2 separate regions of the Mus musculus genome follow, and region 2 is linked to region 1. The links are chromatin contacts, called in public HiChIP or PLAC-seq maps. All regions are on one chromosome and are shown on one strand. The core of a region is the stretch at or near the end of the contact, and the rest is flanking DNA. Distances in the headings are between cores, read along the strand shown.

Evidence for each region. HiChIP or PLAC-seq counts read pairs in DNA pulled down with a chosen protein or histone mark.
Region 2: a contact with region 1 is called in an H3K27ac HiChIP or PLAC-seq map of extraembryonic endoderm stem cells. The contact joins the enhancer-like site here to the promoter of Car4 in region 1. A contact is called at or near these places in 5 of 39 promoter capture datasets (the C10 cell line, the HPC-7 cell line, liver and 1 more) and 1 of 115 datasets of contacts at active chromatin or transcription factors (extraembryonic endoderm stem cells).

Annotation. Positions count from the first base shown.
Region 1 is chr11:84,955,942-84,959,954 of GRCm38.p6, reverse strand. It overlaps Car4 (carbonic anhydrase 4), which reads right to left and starts at 2,201. Exons shown (of 8, transcript NM_007607.2): 1 at 2,014-2,201. The coding sequence starts at 2,068.
Region 2 is chr11:85,263,905-85,268,053 of GRCm38.p6, reverse strand. No RefSeq gene overlaps it. Among named protein-coding and RNA genes, the nearest start is that of Appbp2os, 31 kb to the right of the region's middle. Within about 2 kb of position 1,718, at least 26 of the 459 cell types and tissues checked have an H3K27ac peak or open chromatin away from gene starts, as enhancers often do. A contact at or near this core is called in extraembryonic endoderm stem cells, where this site is marked.

The sequences.
Region 1 (4,013 bases), core at 952-3,451:
GCTTGCCTCAGGAGTAGCCCATCTGGGCATTTCTCAGGAATCTTCTCTTCCCTGGCTCTGGCCCCAGATCCCTGGTTTGTAGTGTGACCTCTGATCCACCGTCTTAATCATAGAGCCTTTTGACCTGCTTGGCTGAACACTCTTGTAACGACACTCTCTGGGAGGTGGTGGCCAGAAAAACAATGCTGAGGATGCAGAGCCAGGGGTCAGGGGTCAGAGGTCAGAGGTAAGATGGCAGGGCACCGGTCAGCTCAGGCTCCCACACTTGCTTCTGAGGGGCAACCTTTGCAGAGAATAACAAGCCCACTGCCCCTGGTCACGCCCGTGATAAGGGAGATCAGAGAGGCTCCCAGCTCTGTGTCCTACCTAGACCACCACCAGGGGTTAGAGACAAAAACGTTGCCCCCCTCCCCCCCACTAAGCCACTGTCCTTTGTCCCTAGTTACAAGCCTCCCCCTCCCCCTTTTAAGGTAAGGATTTATTTTTGGCTCATGGTCCAGGAGCCTTTTACAGAGGACTGAATTTTAATGGACCTTGCTCACTCTGACGGAAGGGGGAAAGACTCCAGTAACCAGTTCAGCAGAACAGGGTATGCCCCGAGCAAAGTCTTCGAACTACCTGGCTAGGAATCTCAGTGCTCCAAAGGGCTGGGATATCCCTTCTCTCTGGGATTTAATGCTGAGGATTTGTTTACCAGCTACCTGTGCACTTTCCAGTTCCGCCAGGACTATGCATGAAGGAAGGTGGTCCTGCCACTAAAATGGGAACTGTTGTGTGAAGAAGTCAGCTGAGATGGAGTCCTACCTACATGGCCCCAGGTCACTGGCCAGGTCTCATGACCTTCTTGTAGAGTGCTTTCTGCCCAGAGCCCAAGGACACTGCCTAAACTCTTATACTCTTTATCCTTAAAACAGCACCCAGGAACACAACTACTAAACCCGGTTTGTAAACGACAGAATACTTTATACGTCTTAACCAACGTGAACAGCTACAAGGCACTGGTTAATTTAAAAACATTTTCCTTTTTACTAAGTCGTTTTAAGTGCCCAACCCCTAGACACACACACACACACACACACACACACACACACTCCGCCCTTTAACATTATATTAGTTGCTCTTTTCCCTCCACTAAGAAGGAGTTGTTGCAAGATGCCTTACATCCTCCAAACTAAGTCCTGCAACGGGGAATACTCTCTCTCCTTCTGGTCTGAGAGACCCCTCACGTCCCCACCGTACGCCCCACTATCCATTCCAGGGCAGAGCACCCAACTCTGGAAGGGAGTTCTGGCCCGTTGGACGGGAAAGCTTCCCTGCGGACTAAGAGATGAAGTCTTCGTGAAGAGCTATGGGGTATTGGAGAAGGTGCCAACCGCTAGAATCGCCTTTAGCTCCTTATCAAATATTAACACGCCTCTACCTCCACCTCCCACCTAGAAGAATAATTAAGAGCTCGGTCTCACCATTAATCTTTAAACGAAAATCACCTTGTCTGGAAAGACCGGCTTGGCCAGGGACTTGGGTCTTAGGATGCCCCCCGCCAGGCTCCCAATCCAGCACTGGGGGAAGGGGAGAAGGGAGCTTGAAGCTCAGAGGGCAGGACCCTAGAGTCAGAAGAAGGGAACACCGGGACCCCAATACATCCAACCTGCTGCGCTTGTTCTGGGTGGGCAACAGTTACCGGTTCAGAGTCTCTGCAGGACAGTCGGCCACTCGCCACCCACGGGCAAACCCAGGAGAACCAAGGTGCGAAAAGGACCGTGGATCCAGGCGGGTCAGAGAAGCATCCTCACCACAGATCACACGAGCGTCCAACACGCGGACACCCCGCGGCCACACACATGCGAGCACACATCCCCCTCTCCCGCAGCCTCCCGCGGACACGTGTAGGCGCCCCCGCTCACACAACCAGGTCCGCTGCAGCCTCACGGTTCCCTGCACGAACAACGCGCAGCCGGAGCGCGCTAGCAAGGGTACCGGGTCCTGGGGGCGCAGAGGGTCACCCGAGGATACCTTCAGTAGAGGGGGCCACGTATGCCAGCGCCAGCAGAGCAAGAAGGAGCTGCATGGTGCTTGAGGGGAAAGACGCTGCCCAGCCTAGGGTCAATCACCAATGAAGCCACCCTAGGCGTCGCGATCATGCTGGTGGAGGCTTTATAGCAGAGCCACGACCTAAGGGAGCCCGGACGGCTAGACGTGGGAGTCGGCTCCTCCTCCTGGCGGAGCCTCTCTTCGCCTTGTCCAGTCTCAGATCGGAAAGAATCATCTCCCCGCCTACCTTGCTACCTTGCTACCTTCGCCCATGGCGAAAAGACCCCTCACCCACTCCGCATCTTCAGGGCTTAGAAGCGGAGTATCCCCACCTTGCCCCCATCCTACTCCTGTTAACTGATTCCGGAAGAAAGATGAGCTATCCTCAGGTACCTGACCCACGGGGTATCTTCCCAGACTCGTAACTTCCATCATGCTGCCACCAACTGTTCAGGGTCTCCTAGTGTGTCCTTGTAATAAACTTGATTTGGGGCAAGATGGAGCCAAATGGTCTCAGGGAGACGGAGAATCGAGACGGTTGAAAGCTTTGCAATGCTGTTTGTTGAAGAGATGCCCGGTGAGAGGCTCTTTGAGGAAGCGGTAGCTGACGCTCCAGTCTCATCTTTTTCCTTCCTGGCTATTCCAAACTTGATTTTGTTTTGCGTTTTCTTTCTCGGGACTGGAGATGATGGTTATGATGACGACGACGAAGATCCTCCTCCTCCTCCTCCCCACCCCCACTCCTTTTCGTTCCCTATTTCTCATACTAGGCAAGCACTCTACCACTGAGTTACATCCAAACTCAATTTTAAAGAAACCAAGACCCGTCTTCCTACCTAGAACTAAGCTCCCTAAAACGTGGTTACTGGTGGGTCTTGTGCTAAGCCAAGAAGATGGGGTGGAGTGGAGAGTCGGGGGGCTGGAAAGGGTATGGAATTAAGGGGATGGGAAAGTGAGGAGGGGGCACGGAGACACAGTAGAAAATTGGTTTACTAGAAAAGCCCACGATGTCATAGGGGAAAGGACTGGTGCTTTTGAGATCTGATGACAGTAGATGACAGTTGGGGAAGAGAAAAAAAACTAAGGATCTGGATATATCCCTAATTCTCCCATCAGACAGGAAGAGTCCTCAGCAAAGAGTAAACGGTCTCCCATATCTGGGAAATGGATCTGGCCTCACTTCCAGGCAAGCACTACTTGTTACTCTCTGTGGAGGTCCCTTACATCTCACAGATGGGGAGTCTGCGCATCCCTGGGGAGTTTCTAGGACAAGTCTGGGGAGATGAACAAGGAATAGCAGTACACCTGGACTCCTCCATCAACAGGAAGCCCTATTTTTCTGGTCCAGCTACTTCCCTATCCGTTGCCAAATTCTCTTCACATCACCCTCTCCCTGCCCCAGCACCAGCCTTTGAACCTCTGTAGGGGAACGACTCCATCAGAACAATCCAAGCAAAGGAGCTTCCTCCCTTCTTGAGTCTGGCCTGCTCCTCTCTCTGGCCTAGGATCACAGCCTACACCGGCAGCTTTGATCCTACAGAGAGGTTGGAGGAGGGTGTCCTCACCAGGCTTAGGGTCTCATTGTCTGCTTCTGCTCTGGAATTTAACCTCTAACCTGGGATCCTGGCATTCCACGCTCTTTGAGCCTTATTTGAAGAGTGGATTTGTGTTTGTGGGGCTGACAATGTCCCTTTTAGGAATGACAGAGGAGGAGTTAAGGATCTAGGCTGTCTCTGTGACCTAGGCCAGCCCCCTGACAAGCAGGGGAAAGATTTGATAGCTTGAGCAGGCTATTATCCATCAGTGATTTCTGTATTTATTTCCAAAGACCCATAGCACTGGGACCCCTGGAAGAGAGTATGGGAAGTAGGATGTGTTCGGGGCTTCCAGGAGGCCCCTCTGAGGAAGGTACTTCTGGGGGACACAAGTTATGACACCTCACCCAAGTGTTTCCATCTGACATCTCTGACTCCTTAGTGTCC
Region 2 (4,149 bases), core at 469-2,968, 310 kb before region 1:
AAGATGCTTCAGTGGGTAAAGACACTTTGCCGTGTGAGGCTGACCACCAGAGTTTGATTCCCGGAACATAAGGGTGGAAGGGGCGAACTGGTTCCATGAAATTTTAGATCTCATGGGGGTGCTATAGCAAGCTCCTACACTCCCACCCCATCCATCCATCCATCCATCTTTCTGTCTTTCTATCCATCTATCTATTGTTAAACCTGAAAGCCCCCAAGAGAAAGACCAGCTCCACAACTGTTCAATTAAAGCAAGCTGTATTCTGAGACACACCCAGGACTGTCCAGATGGCTACCTAACCCTAAGTCCAGCTTTAAGAGAGCAACCTGTCCTGGTCTCCTGAAGCCATTTTCTAGGAGCCCTAAGGCCAGAGACTTGGCTGTTACACACTGTGAGAAAGATACAATAAAAGGGGAGGAACAAAGCAAGGATTACATCTTGCGAATGGGGTTGCAAGCAGTTTACATCAGCTCTAAGATCTAACTTATTCTTAATTACAAACAGAAACCTTATTTTTCAAGGTTTTAACACAGGGCAAACAAGGACTTATTCTTTAACTAGAAATTAGGACAGGACAAACAGGAACTTGTTCTTAATTACAAATGTAAACCTTAACTTGCAAGGACTTAACATAGGACAAACAGGGGTTTTTTGTTTTGTTTTGTTTTCCGAGACAGGGTTTCTCTGTGTACCCCTGGCTGTCCAAGAACTCACTCTGTAGACCAGGCTGGCCTCGAACTCAGAAATCTGCCTGCCTCTGCCTCCCGAGTGCTGGGATTAAAGGTGTGCGCCACCATGCCCGGCTAGGGATTTATTTTTAACTGTCTTAACTGCAAGCAGAACTCTTAACATTGCAAGATATATTTTTTCCTGTTTTGGTCTCCTGTTAATTTGCAAAGTATACAGCTCCTGTTTCCCACACACACACACACACACACACACCAACATACGCACGCTCAAATAACACAACATCTCCATATGGCTCTTTGAGGAAGCTGTGTTACAGATGCTGAGGGACTCTGTCTACTCTTGCTCCTGGAACCACTGTTGGCCGCTGCTGAGGAACAGGTCGGTCACAAAGCCACATCTCAGCCATGGCTCTTTCTTTAGAAGACACTCCTGGGTCTCGAGGCTGTTATTTTAGCTTATTAGAGTTACCCTAGACAGAGTGTGGTACCTCATGCCTTTAATCCCAGTACTTGAGAGGCAGAGGCAGGTGGATCTCTGAGTTTGAGGCCAGCCTGGTCTACAGAGTGAGTTCCAGGACAGTCAGATCCAGACAAAGAAACCCCGTTTTGCAAAACACAATAAACAAACCAAAAAAAAGTTACCCTATCAAGGTGTGGTAACCTGATCAGAGGCACAAAGGAAAATTATCTCTGAGTGAAGCAGGGCAGCTCAGATCAGACTCAAATAAAAATAGTGACCTTGCTGGGACAAACCAAAAAACAAACCCCAAAACCCCAAACAGCAAGAAATCGGAACCAACCCTAGCAAGTTCTCAAGCCCTAAAGCCACAAACCGCCTCTGTCACAATGTATGGAATGGGAACGCGCCTGTCCCTTATCACCAGAGGAGGAAAAAATTCACCAGGTGCAAGACAGGGCCAGGAAGTCTCCAAAAGCAATCTGCTCACTGACTCCATGGGAGAACCTCCTCTAACTATGAGGAAGAAATACCTTAAAAATACCATCCTCATGATTCACATAATGACCTCTCTGACAGCCAGATGCAAGGACTGCTCTGTCCCTGTGAGGGACAGCTGCACCTCCCCTGCTGGTGCTGTCCCTATCCCATGACCCTTTTTTCCTTACAATTACGTCTTCCCTCAAAGTTTGTTATCTACTTTCCAGACTTTCTTTCTCTCTCTCTCTCTCTCTCTCTCTCTCTCTCTCTCTCTCTCTCTCTCTCTCTCTGTGTGTGTGTGTGTGTGTGTGTGTGTATGTTTCACACATGATCTCCAACCTGGAGTCCCCCTGTTTCAAGACTGGGGATGGAGGCATCACCACCATGCCCATCTTAGGAAAGGCAAAGCACTTTTCTCTTTTCTTTTAAAAACTACGTTCATTTTTCATTGTGTATGTTTGTGCACCTAAGTGCTGGTGCCCTGGGAGGTAGATTGCCCTGGAGCTAGAGCTACAGCTGCCTGTGCAACACCCAACAGGAGGGCTGGAAATTGAACTCCGGTTCCCCGGAAGAGCGGCGTTCTTAAGCAATGAGCCCCCAAGGGCACAGATCTTAACCCTCCCCCCAACAGTTGTTTTTCCATTCATAACCACACACAGGCGCGTGCACACACACACACACACACACACACACATACACACACACATACACACACATACACACACACACACACACATACACACACACACACACATACACACACACACACACACACACACAGGCACGTGCACACACACACACACACACACACACACACACACACACACACACACACAGCAGTCACACAGAGGAATGAACACTCTGCCCCACCCCTGAACCAGACATCTTTCTAGCTCCTCATCTGAAAAACAGGCACATTTGTAGAATGTATCTCACCTCAGCCATAAATTACAGGTTGCCATCCTGTAACCTGGAACGCCCTATACACTGGATAGTTATGATATTTGTCTTTGAGGTACTAGTTCCTCAGACAGAAGGTGGCTCACACCTTTAAAATCTTGGCACTGAGGCTGGACAGTGGTGGCACATGCCTGTAGTCCCAGCACTTGGGAGGCAGAGGCAGGCAGATCTCTGAGTTCGAGGCCAGCCTGGTCTACAGTGAATTCCAGGACAGCCAGGTCTACACAGAGAAAGCCTGTCTCGAAAAAAAAAAAAAATCTTAGCACTGAGAAGCAGAGGCAGGCAGATCTCTGAGTTCGAGACCAGCCTGGACTACAGAGTTCCAGGACAGGCAGGGCTACACAGAGAAAACCTGTCTCAAAAATACAAAAAAGCAAAGCCAAACAAACAAATAACCCCCCCCACACACACACACAAGCAACCCAACTGAAGAGCTATGGAACACAGTCCTGATTCACTCATCAGAGCAGCCAGAGATGGACCATTTCTAGTGGAGGGGAATCCAAGAATGAGAGGCCACTGGCCCGCACAACCGTGACCACTGAACTGGTGAGAGAATGGATTCTGGCAAGAGGAAAGAAATTCCTACATAGGCTGGAACCACGGGTGTCAGAGGTCGAGCTGAGTTCTCAACTGCCAGGACCAGGCCTCCACAGCCTTAGCCACAGACAGACCGAGATGACAGACCAGGCAGCTTGTGGGGGGGGGCACCCCTCCCCCTTCCTTCCCCTCCTTCTTCCTTGTGTGTAACCCAGGAACAGCACTCTCTCTCAGTAACCCTCCCACCCTGCCTGTCAGCAGCCTGAAAGTCCACAGAACTACCCAGGCATTCATGCATGCTGAGGAATGGCTGTCTTTAGTCAATATTCAAAATGAGTCTTGGTTGGACAGACAAACTTTTCCCACATATCAAGATTATGTTATTTAAAAATAATTTTTTAAGTTGTGTGCAAAAGAGTTGGAGGGGCACCAGTGGAGGCCAGAAGAGGGCGTTGGACCCCTATGGAAGTAAGTGCTCTTAACAACTGGGCTGTTTTTTTCTGCCCCAAATATTTGGGGGTGGGTGTTTTCTTTGTTTGTTTGTTTGTTTTCAGTTTTTTTCCTCTTTGGCCTGGAACTACTTATGTAAACTAATCTGACCTTTTAAAAATTAATTAATTAATTATATATAAGTACACTGTAGCTGTCATCCAGAAGAGGGTGTCAGATCCCATTACAGATGGTTTTGAGCCACCACTTGGTTGCTGGGATTTGAACTCAGGACCTTTGGAAAAGCAGTCAGTGCCCTTAACTGCTGAGCCATCTCTCCAGCCCTAAACTCTTAAAGATCATCCTGACTCTACCTTTCAAGTATATTATAAAAGTTGTGCACCATCATGCCTAGGCCAAGTTATTGGTTTTTAAAAAGTTCTTTAATTGTTCCAGGATACGCCACAGGGTCAGAAGCGATAAAATAACTTAAGTAAACCAGCACTCCAAAATGTAACCCTTCCTCCATCAACATCACTGGTCATTCAACCCCACAACAAAGCAAGATTCGTATTTGGACAGTTTCCATTTCAT